5 separate regions of the Mus musculus genome follow, and all the other regions are linked to region 4. The links are chromatin contacts, called in public HiChIP or PLAC-seq and promoter capture Hi-C maps. All regions are on one chromosome and are shown on one strand. Each heading gives the region's core, a stretch centred on a gene start, on an enhancer-like site or on the middle of the called end of the contact. The rest is flanking DNA. Distances are from core to core; before and after follow the strand shown.

Region 1 (2,700 bases), core at 9-2,508, 1.8 Mb before region 4:
CTTTACAAGACCACTTCTTGCTTAACTGCCATACAGTTCAAATACAAATACATTAAAAACAAACAAACAAATAAACAAACCAAAAAAAAAAAAAACCCTTGAATGATTGCAGAAGAGAACTTTCAGTGTGAAATTCTAAAGGGCATAGTCTTGAAATGAAAAAAAAAACTAAATACTCAGAGTTATTCATTTGGAGTCTGTCCCCCCCCCCAATGGATCTACCTATTGCAAGATTCCTTTCTCCACATATCCCTCACACACTTCATAATGCTGTTTCACCTTGATTCACGTAGTTAAAACCCACCTTCAGAAGCATACTTGAAAACCACACACTTCTTGAAACATAGAACACCTAATTTAAGATCTAGGCTTTTGTTTTGTTTTTGTTTTTGTTTTTGGAGACAGGGTTTCTCTGTAGTCCTGGAACTCACTCTGTAGACCAGGCTGGCCCTCGAACTCAGAAATCTGCCTGACTCTTCCTCCCAAGTGCTGGGATTAAAGGCGTGCGCCACCATTGCCCGGCGGATCTAGGCATTTTTAAAGTCTGTTACAGAAATTTCACTTGTTGAGACTGTCTGCTGCTATGTTCCAGGCTCTAGAAAACTTCCGTGGCCTAGAGACCCTTTCTTCACAGCTGGAATTTGTAGTTTGGCATTTGTTACCCAGCTGCCTGGTTTTGGCGTACAGTCATCTGACAAATGGCATTGTAATTTTCATGCAAAGAGGCTAAAAGAGAACTGGTGTTGCAGGGAAAAAGGTTAATCGTTCTTTGTCTTTTGTTTTGAAATGAGCCAGGGCCTCACTCTGTAGTTCAGAATAGTTAACGGGAAATCTGCCTCAGTGTCCTGGATGATGGGATTCCTTGCATGCACCACCCTTCCCAGCTTCAACACCATTTTAAAAGGGTAAGGTTTGGATATGTGTTTGAAAAAGCCACAGAGCGAATAAGGGGAACCTGGGAACCCAACTTGTTCACTGCCGCTTTCTCCAGGAGGAAGAAATGGAGATGAGCTATTTTCCCGATAGCTCCACATTCCGCATTCAGGGGCTTTCCGCGACCACATGCGTACCCTGGGGGCGTCCCTACGCTCTGCTGCTCGTGCCCGCGCCTCACCGGAGAGGCACCAACGCGCCGGACCCAACGCGGCCGCGCTCCCGCAGGCCCGCCCTCGGCCCGCCCCCAGCCGCCCGGCACCCAATCCCAGCGCCACGCACGTGACGAGCGCTGCTTGCGATGACCTCATCCCTGGTGTGGGATGACGTCAAATTCAAGATGGATGGAATCACAGCGGCAGTGGAGGCTGCGGGTTGCGCGAGCCGAGTGTGAGCGGAAAGGGGCTTGGCGCCTGCCCCAGGGCTGAAGAGCGGTGAGTAACCGTCACGCTCCGCGCCCTAGGAGGACGTCGGGCCCGGTCGGGGACTACGGCCTCTCCGCAAAACGCGGCCTTTCCTGACGTAACTCTGAGGTGATTTCTCTTCTTTTTTTCCTCCACCAGTGGGTTGCGGGCGTCGGGCCCTTTTACGCGTGCGCGGGGCCGCGGTCCTCACCGAGCATGCCCAGACTCCCACGTAGTCGAGCGTGTCCAAGCACTGCGCATGCTCTCTGCCCGCATTTGGCCTCGCCCTCGCTCCTACGCATGCTCAGCCTCCAGGCCGCTGAGCTGCTCACCCTGGCCCGGGCGGCCTGAGTAGCCGCGGTGTGCGTCTGGGGTGCTGGCCACAGCATAGCCGTTGAGACGCCGCTGCGGGTTAGGGCGCGCTCTCTGGGGCGGGCGGGCGGCGCGCGCTCGCGCGGGGCTGGGAAACTGGCGGGCGGTGGCGGCGGCGGCGGCACCCACACCTGCAGCGGCTGGAACGTGACAGCCTGGCAGCCAGCACCTCTGGGGCCACCTCGTTTGCCCATGCACACCCTATCGGACCCCTCACCCCCACCCTCGGGCCCAAGGCTTTTCTTAGGAGAAAGACCCTCTTTCGGGGACATAGCACGGAAGACCTCCCTGCAGCTCACATCTTGGCCGGGGTCTCCCCCATCTCCCTGGCTTGGTTATTTGGAGCACCTTTGAGTGCTTCCTCTGCAGAGACTGCACCTTGTAATCAAAGAACCATGCACATATGTGCCCCCGAGGCTCTGGGTTCTGGAGAACCGCACACTACAGAACGTGTACAGAGAGCCTTAAACAGGTACTCCCTAAGGTTGCCCGACACAGGGGTGGTGTTGGGGGACACTGAGCCGCCCTTTGAAGCTTGGCATTTTTTTGTGTGTTGCATGAACTCCAATCGCTTCTACATCTTTGGACATCTATCTGTGTTACAGCATAGTCTGGTGATTGTTCATCAGCATGACCCTGAGTCATAAGTTCCTGGGTTTGTTTCATGGTCCTCCCACCTTGTTTCAGAGGCTGAAAGTAGGTTAATCCATGTTAGTGTTTCCACTGAAAACCTTCCTCCACTTCTAGTGATTAATCATTACCCTTAACCTTACCCCTAAATATTGACGTTAAAGTAGAAATTTGGCTTACGTAAAAATGACTCTTTAATTCAGCCGATGCACTTAACAGCATAGTGTTTTCATTTAGTATTTATTGAAAGTATAGGGAGTGTCATTCTTAGGAAATAGAAATTGTTAATAGAAACTCTCCCTTGAGGAACTGACAGTATTGTGTGGTGGAGAATATTAGATATGACAACAGCAACAAAAGA
Region 2 (2,700 bases), core at 12-2,511, 1.7 Mb before region 4:
CTGTATAGCACTGGCTGTCCTGGAACTCACTTTGTAGACCAGACTGGCCTCGAACTCAGAAATCCACCTGCCTCTGCCTCCCAAGTGCTGGTGTTAAAGGCGTGTGCCACCACCGCCCGGGCTTAAAGGTGTCTTGAAGGGCAAAGATGTCCTTGTCTGCTCAGTTCACTACACTGCCTGCCTCATTCACACACACACAGCTCTAACCTTAACTCCTCGGTTCACATACCATCTGGCCACCTCTCATGGATCACACAGCCTCTCTCCCCAGCTTTTTTGTTCACTCAGTCCCTTACCCTGAATCCTCACAGCCCGCTTCACCAGGCCTCCATATAGTCTCTCTCCTGTTCCCCATCCACATTGACAGTTACCCGCTCCCCATTCAGGAAGGCAACCATCCTCCATATCTGCAACCACGCATCTCTGCCCATGGGTTCCTCAATCACGCAGCCGTTTCCTGGGCTCTCTGGCTACAAAGCCCCAGCCAGTTCCCACAACACGCAGTTCTTTATCCCTGACTCCCTGTTAACACAGCCCGAAGTTCCCAGCTCCAGGTGCAAACACCCGGAGCCCTGGGCCCGCCCGTCGGCCTGCGCTGCGCACTACAACTCCCACGATGCCGCGCCACCGCCCCCCCGGCTTCCGGTGCTGCGCAGTTTCCGGAGCGGATCGCAACCCGGAGTCCGGATCCGACCCCGCTCTGCACATTCCACAGGCAGGTAAAGCCCCGGGCCCATGCTCGCCGCTGCCCCACCGCGCGCCCCTTGCTGCGGCCCGCGGCCCGCGCCTGGCCCGGGCTCGGCCTCCAGCCGCGCCCCCCACGCCCGCCCCGGTCCGGCCGCCGCGCCGCCTGTTCTTTGTTACAGTCGGGGCCGCGGGCGCCGTGGGCGATCGGAGTCAAAACCCGGCTGGAATCCGGAGCCGCTCCGGGATCGCCCTGCGCCCGCCGGGTTCCGCTGCCGCGGGCTTGGCCTCTGCCCTAAGTGCCCAGCCTGGGTTCCGAGCGCCCGGCCCCTGCCAACTGCCCTCCGCGCGCTCGGCCCACGCCAACCGGCGCCCGACCGCCCACTCGCGGGCTCGGCGCCCCCCGCCCCGGCGCGGGCTCAGGCGCTGCGCCCCTAGTGCGCCCAGGCCCAGCGGCCACCGCCAGGCCCTGCGTGGCTGCGGGCTCAAGTCTCTACAGTCCCTTCCCGGCTACCCGGCCGCCTTACCCGGTTTTCGGGCACAGCCCAGGGAGGGGCCTTCGTCTCCAGCCCCTTTGGCGTTTAAGAAAGTCCGAGGCTGTGCCGTGGCTCCCAGGCCCTGGCGCCTCACTCGTCTCTACCTTTTGGTGGCCCAGGGACCACAGTGGCAAGACAGGCTGGAGACATGTGCCCACCTACTATCTGGGAAAAGGGTGGACAGGTGGGGGCCAGGTGGAGCCTGCGTGCTCCTGAGGTGAGTTTTGAGAGGGCAGAGGTAGGACGAGAGAGGCAGTGGTGGGCGAGGGCGCGCTTATTCCCCCCCCCCCCAACACTTCATGGAATGGTGGAGGGCCTCTTCACACATGCTCATAAGCGTACCCCTCCTCCGAGGTGGTTTAAAATGGTAGAAGCTAGAATGTGAGCTGGAGACACGTGGACCTGTGCCTGAATTTAAAGCTGCCAACGCTTCTTTTAAAAAAACATATGCTAGAGCCCGTCAGAATCCTCCCATGGAGGTGCTTGTGCAGGCCACCGCTTGAGGTCCTGAAGGCAATTTTAAAAGTAAAACCTGAATTCTCCGACTTTGGGAAACCTCAGGGGTGGCAGAGACAGTACTCCCTGGAAAGTGCAGAGTAGTTGCTGAGACTTGATCGCCTATACACCCCACCCCAACCATATTTTGCTTCAAACCTACCGGCTTTCCATGTCTTACCTACTGCAGCTTCCTCCTCAGACTTGCCCTGAAATTACTGCTTTACTCTGAAATAAAACCTTTAGATCGGATTATTAAAGGGAAAAAGCACTAAGTTTTCTCCTGATGAGGTTTGTTTTTCCGTCTTTGATTCATGCTTTTCCACAAATGTCAGCAAAGAATATACTAGTTCTCTTTGGGGAACAGACAAGGTAGTTTGTTTTTCCAGAAGACAAATGGGTAGATTAAAACACCAACCACAGCTAGGTTGATGGCAAATGCTTATAATCCCAGTACTCTGGAGACTGAGCCAGAAGTCTATGTTCATGGAAGCCTGGACCATACAAAGCCAGCTACAATTACAAGGCTGTCTTAGAGAGATTACCTTTGAGAAGGACCACTGTTGCCATGGGGTGTCCTGTCATTTTTTTCCTGAAAGGTTATCTGTGCAGAAGGTAGGGAAGACATTGCTGCATTTTTCAGGTATAATAGAGCATAAAACTGGTCACCAACAGTGGCATAAAGGCTGGCCAGACTCAGATTCTCATTTGTAACATATGTCTGACACCTGTTCAGGATAACTTTCCCAGATTGTTCTACCAGGCCATTTCTGTGGTAAACGTTTGTGGACACCTTTCATACACCCAAGGGACAAAAGAAGAGGTGCAAGAGGCAGTGTAGACTATAAGTAACGGTGGTTACACAAGAGTGACAAGGACATGAAGGAAGAAGGTTGCTGGGTGTGCAGGGGTTGTTGGCACACTCTGCACTGACCTGAGCCATCTATCTAGGAAGGGTAGTTTAGTAGGAGACAGGTGCTGTGAG
Region 3 (2,700 bases), core at 19-2,518, 2.0 Mb before region 4:
TTCTTTCTCTATGTAATACAGATTGGAGTGCATTTAGTTTTCATCTAGAATGTGTGAGTTCTTTCTGCAACCATGCTGGGTCTTATGCTCCATATGCATATGTAAATATGGATGTGTGTGTAATTATGTAATTGTGAGAATGTCTGCATGTGTGTGTGTAAGTATGTAATTGTGAGAATGCATGAAAGCTGGGCCCATCTGGCTTCTAATGAAAATGAATAAGTGAGCATGAATGAAGCTGAATATGAATTTATGTGAGATTATGCATATTTGCTTATGTAAAAGTTTTTTCTTTCTGCGAGTGTTATTTACTTCTCCTGGCTCAGTAGAAGTTTATAGCTCCAAACATCCTCCTATCCCGAAAGCAAGTGGCATCTGGAGAACAGGGGAAAGGGTCTAGCAATTAATTCTTTACTTAATCTGCTGTTTTAGGATGAGGTGCTGAGTGCCAGAAACTGCAGTTTCTGACCTGAGAGGATCACAGAACGCAGGTCAGGTACAACAGCATAGTAACTTAGACTTAGATAAGTAAACTTTTTATTATACAGCAACCCTAAATTTTTGTTAAGACAAAGCCTTACCCTCCGCCTATGCTCTTACCTCTCCGTTGCCTCAAGAAGAACCGAAAAGAAAGAAGAAATACCTCACGCTGGGGCTGCACCACGGCACAAATGCATCAAAATTAATTACACTATGAACATAACAAACCAGAAATTAATAAGCCTATTCATATCTATAAACTATTGTTACCCCAAATCTCCCTCTAATAGTTAATATCCTGGGCACCTTTCCGCTTGTGGGACAGTTTGCTAACTCCCCTGCAAGTTGAGTAATGGGCTATGCAAGCTACCTACCTTAATTCCAGGAGGGAGAAGTCAAACAGCCTAGTGAGTTAGGGAAGCTGGGGCTGAAGTCAGGACCTGGTGAGCACAGGGTCACTGCCCACATAGGGGAGGAGCAAGCCACTGAGTAGTGGCAGATCTCCGGCTGCCTTCCTGATGGGGCCTCCCTGGGGCTGTGCAGGGAGACAGAAGAGTAGGCTATTGGAGGACCCGCACCAGTACTATGGAAATGCAAATCCCTGTAGATCTGGAAAAGGTCAGGCATTGGACTTGAAGAATCTTCAATTGGGCTGAGAATCTCTACGCAATGTACCTTTAAGGGAGGTGCTCGAGTCACTCAAGACTTATTGGCCAATCAGATCCTTTAGGCTGACTTGCCAGTCAGAAGGGAAGGCGGGTTTTTCCGGATGCCTTGGCGCGAATTTCACTTAGTTGCTGAGCAGACTTGAATGAGCCTGTGTGCTGTGCTCCTTGTCCTGCCGCTGGATGCTGTGGATTGTGCTCAGGCAAGCTCCGAAGGTGCGACATCGTGAGCACAGGGTCACTGCCCACATAGGGGAGGAGCAAGCGGCTGAGCAGTGGCAGGTCTCCGCCAGCCTTCCTGGTGGGGTCTCCCTGGCGCTGTGCGGGGGGGACAGATTGGTAGGCTATTGGAGGATAGGCACAAGTACTACAGAAATGCAAATTCCTGTAGATCTGGAAGAGGTTGGGTCCTGGCCTTGAAGCTTGGACTGAGAACCTACACTGTGTACCTTCAGCTAACTCTTAACTCTAACGGAGGTGCTCCAGACTTACTGGCCAGTCAGAGCCTTTAGGCGGACCTGCCAGTCAGAAGAGAAGGCGGGCTTTCCGGTTGCCGTGGTGCGGGTTTCACTTAGTAGCTGAGCCAGCTTGAATGGGCCTGTGTGCTGTGCTCCTTGTCCTGCCGCTGGATGCTGTGGATTGTGCTCAGGCAAGCTCCGAAGTTGCGCCATGGTGAGCACAGGGTCACTGCCAACAATGGGGAGAAGCAGGGGTCTCAGCAGCGCGAGCTGGTGTGGTGGGGCTTTCACAGGACTGAATGGGAATCGGCGGCCACGTGTGAGGTCCCCTGAGGTCCTAGCCACTCGCGGGACCCAGCCGTAGCCTCTGAATAACTTCACTGTGGGGGCTGCATTTGGCCTGTGTGTAGAACGATCTTTGGCATGATCCCAAACTCAGAGAGTCCTAGTTTCTGCAAGTTCTGTTCTTAGCATTTGACATTAAGGTGGACAGTCCATTTGGAGTTAATTTTGTGGAGGTTGTAAAAGACATCTCATGTGCTGGGTAGCAATCCAATATCAAGCTGTGATGTAAAAGTGCAGGATTGATGATGTAAAGGATTTACTAAAGCTTAGGAGATAGTAAGGCACTCCAAGTAGAATTTATCTGAGGGTGGACTCCATGTAAAACATCTCACAGATAAGTAATGTGCTAACCAGGGCAATTAGAGTTTAGGTTGCTAGGATACACATGCTTGTTCACAAGGATTGCCCAGAAATATGGCTCCAAGCCATAATAAAGAAAACAAACTTGATTTACAAGCAGCCACTAGGCCCATCTCCATATGAAAGAGCAGGCCTCTAACCAGCTGCTCAATGGGGCATTACAGGATCACAATCTACAGTAAGGCCTAGTGTGCCATAAAGGTTCAGTTTTCTGCTTGAAAAAAGCATACTTATGCCACATGGGCGAGATGACACTTAGTGACAACCATGTGAAAAGGGTAAAAAGAAAAGAAAAGAAAACACTGTTGCATTATTGAGTGCTGGCGTGATCAAACTGTAATTTCCCTGAGGTTCCCCTGTCTGGAGCATGATATAGCTCCTTCTAAAACCCA
Region 4 (2,700 bases), core at 167-2,666:
GCTTGCTTCTGCAAACCTCCCCTGCAGCTACAGAGGGAGACAACAGGATATAACTTTTGCTTCTAAAAGCCCCTTGGTCTAAATGCTCCAGGCTACACTTAAACCCTGAATACCTGAGAATAGCCGCTGGAATAGACTTTGTCATTTGAGACATTTTCTCTATGTGGCCCTGGCTATCCTGGGAAAGAAAGACTTCCAATTGGCTATAAACTGTGTCTGAGTGGTCATCTCTGGTGGGCTTCCCGGAAGGGCAAACTTTATTTTTAAGAGGGTAAAATCAGGAGATTAAAACACCAAAGGACAGGAAGTGCATTTGGTTTTAACTCCAGTGGTGTCAATGTCTTTCCCCCACTAGTTGGGGTAGGACCTCACAGTCTTAATTCAGTCTGGCATGCATGAAAAGATGGGACCACAGATGAAGGGAACGGGGTCGCGGCTCAAACGACAAAGAGTCACTGCTGCAAGCCATCTAATCCCAGGAACACAGCAGTGGGCCTTTGGGGAAACAAGGGTTTACTGGGTAGGGGGATTAAAACGTTTGTGTAAAAATCTTAAACGGTGCAAGAGATAAAGATTCGAATTCCCTGTCCTAAATACAAGTTTTATGGTAGGCAAAGACATATATGATAATTCTTACAATTGAGCAGCAGTAATACGGCTGCGGGTGGGACTCTTGTACCCAGCCCGCTATCTGCATTCTTGAGGTATACTCAATATTAACTGCCTTCCATAAACAAAAGGTGCAATCTGGAAGTCGGAGCTAGACCCGACGCCGCTGCGCGAAGGACTGGGTCTGTAAAGGGCCGATGTGATTCCTGCACACAGTTGAACACAGGACGGAGGGGTCCATGCAGTGGGGAGGGCAAGAGCCCGAGACAGCTGCAAGACCTAAAACAGACATAGTTACCTAAAAATAGGCTAGTAAAGGCGCGTAGGACAGCCTGAGTCTGCGCGACCGGCCCGCGCGCGCCTGCGCACTGCTGGCTGCGCCTGTGCCCTCCCGGGCGAATGGCAAATCACGCCTAGGCACTGCTGAACCCGAGGGGTCCGCGGGTGGACTCCGCGGGCGGGCGCCTGGGGTCCGGAGCATTGTGGGAAAGCGATGCTGAGGCCACGTGACACGCCCCCACTTATCAGCGCGCAGGCCGCACTTTTGCTGTCGGCTTCAAACAAACTACCTAGCGGGGTCGGGCGACTCCGGCCCGCCCCTCGGCCGGGGTCGCGCCCGCAGGGGTGGGGGGCCAGGGGGCGGGGCGATGCGGCGGAGTGACAGCTCGCCGTGCCTATTCGGGAGCAAGGGCTGGGGCGCTGGCGCGCGCGGTGGGCCTAGACAGCCAATGGAGGCTGGGGGCGGCCCGGCTGGCGGGGAGGCGCGGGGGGAGAGGGGGCGGGCTCCAATCCGGTTCCATCCGGTTCTCCCACCGCCCCCGCGACGGGTCGCAGCAGTTCGTGTGGTGGTGGCGGCGGCGGCTTGGCAGTGCGGCTCCTCGGTGACAGATCCGACGACGCACGCGTCTCCCACCCCGCGCCGCCACGATGCCCAAGAGGAAGGTGAGTGCGGCGGGGCCGCGGCGCCCGCAGGGTTCGGGTCTGAGGGGCTCTGGAATCTTCGCGGGGTGCGGGCGGCTGGGCGTGACGTCACGCGGCCGCATTGTTCTCCGCTGTGCTTTCTCCTGCAGGTTAGCGCGGATGGAGCCGCCAAGGCGGAGGTGAGTGCGGGCCTCGGGTGGGCCGGGCGGATCGGGGCGGGCGGTGGGGTGCCGCTCACATGCGCTGCTCACCCCGTCTTTCTCTCCGCAGCCCAAGCGCCGCTCCGCGAGGCTGTCGGCCGTAAGTACCGCGCTCGGTCCGGGCCGGGACGGGAGCGAGCGGGCCGGGCCCAGCTCGCCCGCTCAGCGCCTCACACCCCCTTCTTTTATTAATTTATCTCTTGCCAGAAGCCCGCCCCTGCCAAGGTGGACGCGAAGCCGAAAAAGGCCGCGGGAAAGGTAGGTTTCGAAAAGGTGTCCAGGCAGGCCGCTTAGTTGAGGTTGTTCTAAGTGTTGGGGAGGTTTCTGGAAGGTGGGTGGGGGCGGCATGTAGTCCGTTCGCTCATCCGCAGCGACATGGCCTTTGCAGACGACCTGAGTTCAGTTCCCAGCACCCACAGGACAGCTCAGAAACATCCGTCCCTCCAGTTCCCAGAGGATCCGTGCCCTTTTCTGATTCCCAGCAGCAGGTACACGGTGCACATACGTACATGCAAAACACAAAAACTCAAGAGCCTGTATGAGCCGAAGATGACTCACTGGTTAAGAATGCACAATGCTCTTACAGAGGGACCTGAGTCTCTTGAGTGACAGCTCCAAGGGATAAGAGGATCTGATAACCTCTTCTGGCTTCTGCAGACACAGCCCGAGCATGCACAGACGCATAAGTATGCACGTTGTTTAAAAGTAAAGTTTCCCCGCCCAGGACGTTTTATGGAGCAGAGTAAAAATGGAGGAACTGTTTTCCCCATAGTTAGTTGGCGTTTTACCTTAAATGTTTGTGTGTATTTTGCCTGTGTGTGTGGGTAGGTGCATTTTGGAGGCCAAAAGAGGACTTAGAGTTAATAGTTTGGAGCTGCCAAGTGAGTGCTGGGAATTGAACCTGGATCCTCTGGGAGAGCAGCTGAGTACTTAACTTAGCCAGGGAACCGTCTATCTCTCAAGTCATAGT
Region 5 (2,700 bases), core at 112-2,611, 1.9 Mb before region 4:
AAGGAGATGGGAGACATCTATGAAGTCAGGAGAAAGATGAAGAAACTATGAAGTCAGCAGAAGCATCATACAATGGGACACACTCAGGAGAAGTCTAATCAAATAGTTGCTGCACAAGGGGAAACTCAGTGTATCTGAAAAAATTTCTGACCAAGTCTCTCATGGCCTTGGGACTGATAACCACAACCCCGTACGGTGGGAAGAGTTGTGCTCTCAGAATCTGAAGCAACCCCTCCCAAAGGCCCTGGCCCCAGACTATTACCAGCTCTCCCAAGCATATTCCAGGTCTTAGAGAAGAAGCTCTGTTTTATCTCTATACCCAGAGCCTCAGGGAAAGCTCCCAAGGCCTAGGCCCCAAGCTGTGACTGGCTCTGCCAAGCATGTTCCTGGGTTTCATGAGGAGCTATGTCATTCTCCATATATGGAAACCTCAGGGAAAGTGTAACTTAGCACTCAATACAACAGTGTTTTGTTTTGTTTTCTTTTTTACCTTCTCACATGGTTGTCACTAGGCATCATCTCACCCATGTGGCAGAACTATGCTTTTCTCAAGAAGAAAACTGAACCTTTATGCCACACCAGGCCTTACTGTAGATTGTGATCCTGTAAGGCCCCATAGACCAGCCTGTTAGAGGCCTGCTCTTTGATATGAAGATGAACCTAGTGGATGGTAGTAAATCAAGTTTGTTTCCTTTGTTATGGTTTGGTGCCCAATTTCTGGACAATCCGGGTGAATTAACTTGTGTATCCTAGCAACCTAATCTCTAACAGCCCTAGTTAGCACATTACCTATCTGTGGGATGTTTTACATGCAGTCCACCCTCAGATAAATTCTACTTGGAGTGCCTTACTATCTCCTAAGCTTTAGTAAATCCTTTAGATCATTAATCCTGCACTTTTACATCACAGCTTGATATTGGATTGCTACCCAGCACATGAGATGTCTTTTACAACCTCCACAAAATTAACTCCAATGGATTGTCCACCTTAATGGCAAATGGTAAGAACAGAACTTGCAGAAACTAGTACTCTCTGAGTTTGGGATCATGCCAAAGATCTTTCTACACACAGGCCAAATGCTCTGCACAGATGCAGCCCCCACAGTGAAGTTATTCAGAGGCTACAGCTGGGTCCCCCAAGTGGCTAGGACCTCACACGTGGCCGCCGATTCCCATTCAGTCCTGTGAAAGCCCCACCACACCAGCTCGCGCTGCTGAGACCCCTGCTTCTCCCCATTGTTGGCAGTGACCCTGTGCTTACCATGTCGCAACTTCGGAGCTTGCCTGTGCACAATCCACAGCATCCAACCGCAGGAAACGGAGCACGGCACACAGAACCATTCAAGCACTCAACCAGGAAGCGAAACCGACACCACCGCACCCGGAAAACCCGCCTTCTCTTCTGACACGCAGGTCTGCCTGGAGGCTCTGATTGGCCAGTAAGTCTTGAGTGAGTCGAGCACCTCCCTTAGAGTTAGAGTGTGCTGAAGCCACACAGTGTAGAAGTTCTCAGACCAAGCTTCAAATCCAGGGACGACCTTTTCCAGATCTACAGGGATTTTCATTTCTGTAATACTTGTGCCGGTCCTCCAATAGCCTACCCTTCTGTCTCCCCGCACAGCCCCAGGGAGGAACCACCACTGCACCTATCACTGCTCAGCCGCTTGCTCCTCCCCTATGTGAACAGTTGACCCCGTGCTCAGCAAGTCCTTGACTTTTCAGCCTGAGCTTTCCTCACTCAGTAGACTGTTTGCCTTCCTCCTGGAATCAAGGTAGTTAGCTTGCATAGCTCAACTTGCAGTGGAGTTATCAATCTGTCCTACAAGCGGAAGGGTGCCCAGGATATTAACGATTAAAAAGAGATTTGGGGAAACAATAGTTTTGTTGCGGTTGGGATTCAGACCCGGGACCAGCTTCTGATCTGCATATATTTAACACACCAAAGCTGGCTGGGTGGAGCCATCCAGCAGCCGCGGGAGAACTGAGTTTACCTGAAAGGGGTGCTGGAAATGAAAAGATGGGGGTGGGGGGTACGCGAGAGAAGAATGAAGTCAAGACAAAGATTCTGATCAAGACTCAAAGTTTAATAATAGGCTTTACGTTTATAAAGGGAAAAACCACAAAACCCATCCCCTTCTTTAGCTGGAATATGTTGTAGAACAAGGTCAGCACAGGCAGCCAAAACAGCTAAGTTCCCATGGGAACCTGCAACTGCAGCCAAGACACATGTCTCTATCCAGCTTGATAAGGCCTGTCAAGATGAATGTTCAAGGTCTGCTTAGCCTGCTCAAGGCTGGGAAGGTTACAGCTGAACCTCCAGGTTCTCCCAGCTCTCCTCAGTCTCCACCTGTTACATAGCAAAGTTGGCAGACCCCACCTTGTACCCTGAGCTTTCCTGTCTCCAGAAGATCTTCCTATATAATCCTGACAGTTTGTACTCTTTGTCTCTCTGTTTCATTCTCTCTCTCTCTCTCTCTCTCTCTCTCTCTCTCTGCCTCCTCCTTCCTCCTTCTCCTGCCCTTCCCCCTCCTCCCTCCACTTCCCTCTCCATCTCCCTCCCCCCTGCATGCCTTGCTAGCTCCTTCTCCCCACCTCTGCTCCTTATACTCCCATCCCATAACTTCTCTGACCTCCTTGGGACTAGTGAACTCTCTGGTTCCTTGGGATCACTGAATCCACTAGAGAGCTACCCCCAAATAAA

What was found. Promoter capture Hi-C pulls out the DNA fragments that hold promoters and counts their contacts. HiChIP or PLAC-seq counts read pairs in DNA pulled down with a chosen protein or histone mark.
Region 1: a promoter capture Hi-C map of embryonic stem cells shows a contact between it and region 4, with 4 times the contacts expected there. The contact joins the promoter of Zbtb21 here to the promoter of Hmgn1 in region 4. A contact is called at or near these places in 4 of 39 promoter capture datasets (embryonic stem cells, liver and pre-B cells) and 2 of 115 datasets of contacts at active chromatin or transcription factors (embryonic stem cells and extraembryonic endoderm stem cells).
Region 2: a contact with region 4 is called in an H3K27ac HiChIP or PLAC-seq map of stem cell-derived neural progenitor cells, with 5 times the contacts expected there. The contact joins the promoter of Prdm15 here to the promoter of Hmgn1 in region 4. A contact is called at or near these places in 4 of 39 promoter capture datasets (the 3T3-L1 cell line, the C10 cell line, liver and 1 more) and 1 of 115 datasets of contacts at active chromatin or transcription factors (stem cell-derived neural progenitor cells).
Region 3: a promoter capture Hi-C map of stem cell-derived epiblast-like cells shows a contact between it and region 4, with 4 times the contacts expected there. The contact joins the promoter of A630089N07Rik here to the promoter of Hmgn1 in region 4. A contact is called at or near these places in 3 of 39 promoter capture datasets (embryonic stem cells and stem cell-derived epiblast-like cells) and 1 of 115 datasets of contacts at active chromatin or transcription factors (embryonic stem cells).
Region 5: a contact with region 4 is called in a promoter capture Hi-C map of stem cell-derived epiblast-like cells, with 4 times the contacts expected there. The contact joins the promoter of B230307C23Rik here to the promoter of Hmgn1 in region 4. A contact is called at or near these places in 3 of 39 promoter capture datasets (embryonic stem cells, liver and stem cell-derived epiblast-like cells).

What each region holds. Positions count from the first base shown.
Region 1 is chr16:97,961,180-97,963,879 of GRCm38.p6, reverse strand. Zbtb21 (zinc finger and BTB domain containing 21) reads left to right here and starts at 1,258. Exons shown (of 3, transcript NM_175428.4): 1 at 1,258-1,466.
Region 2 is chr16:97,849,788-97,852,487 of GRCm38.p6, reverse strand. Prdm15 (PR domain containing 15) reads left to right here and starts at 1,261. Exons shown (of 24, transcript NM_144789.2): 1 at 1,261-1,437. The coding sequence starts at 1,369.
Region 3 is chr16:98,081,007-98,083,706 of GRCm38.p6, reverse strand. A630089N07Rik (RIKEN cDNA A630089N07 gene) reads left to right here and starts at 1,268. Exons shown (of 5, transcript NR_015491.1): 1 at 1,268-1,361.
Region 4 is chr16:96,126,441-96,129,140 of GRCm38.p6, reverse strand. Hmgn1 (high mobility group nucleosomal binding domain 1) reads left to right here and starts at 1,416. Exons shown (of 6, transcript NM_008251.3): 1 at 1,416-1,551; 2 at 1,680-1,709; 3 at 1,801-1,830; 4 at 1,938-1,988. The coding sequence starts at 1,537.
Region 5 is chr16:97,995,997-97,998,696 of GRCm38.p6, reverse strand. B230307C23Rik (RIKEN cDNA B230307C23 gene) reads right to left here and starts at 1,361. Exons shown (of 4, transcript NM_001362093.2): 1 at 1,261-1,361. The coding sequence starts at 1,263. C030010L15Rik (a long non-coding RNA gene) reads left to right here. Exons shown (of 5, transcript XR_001781957.2): 3 at 910-1,000; 4 at 1,246-1,771.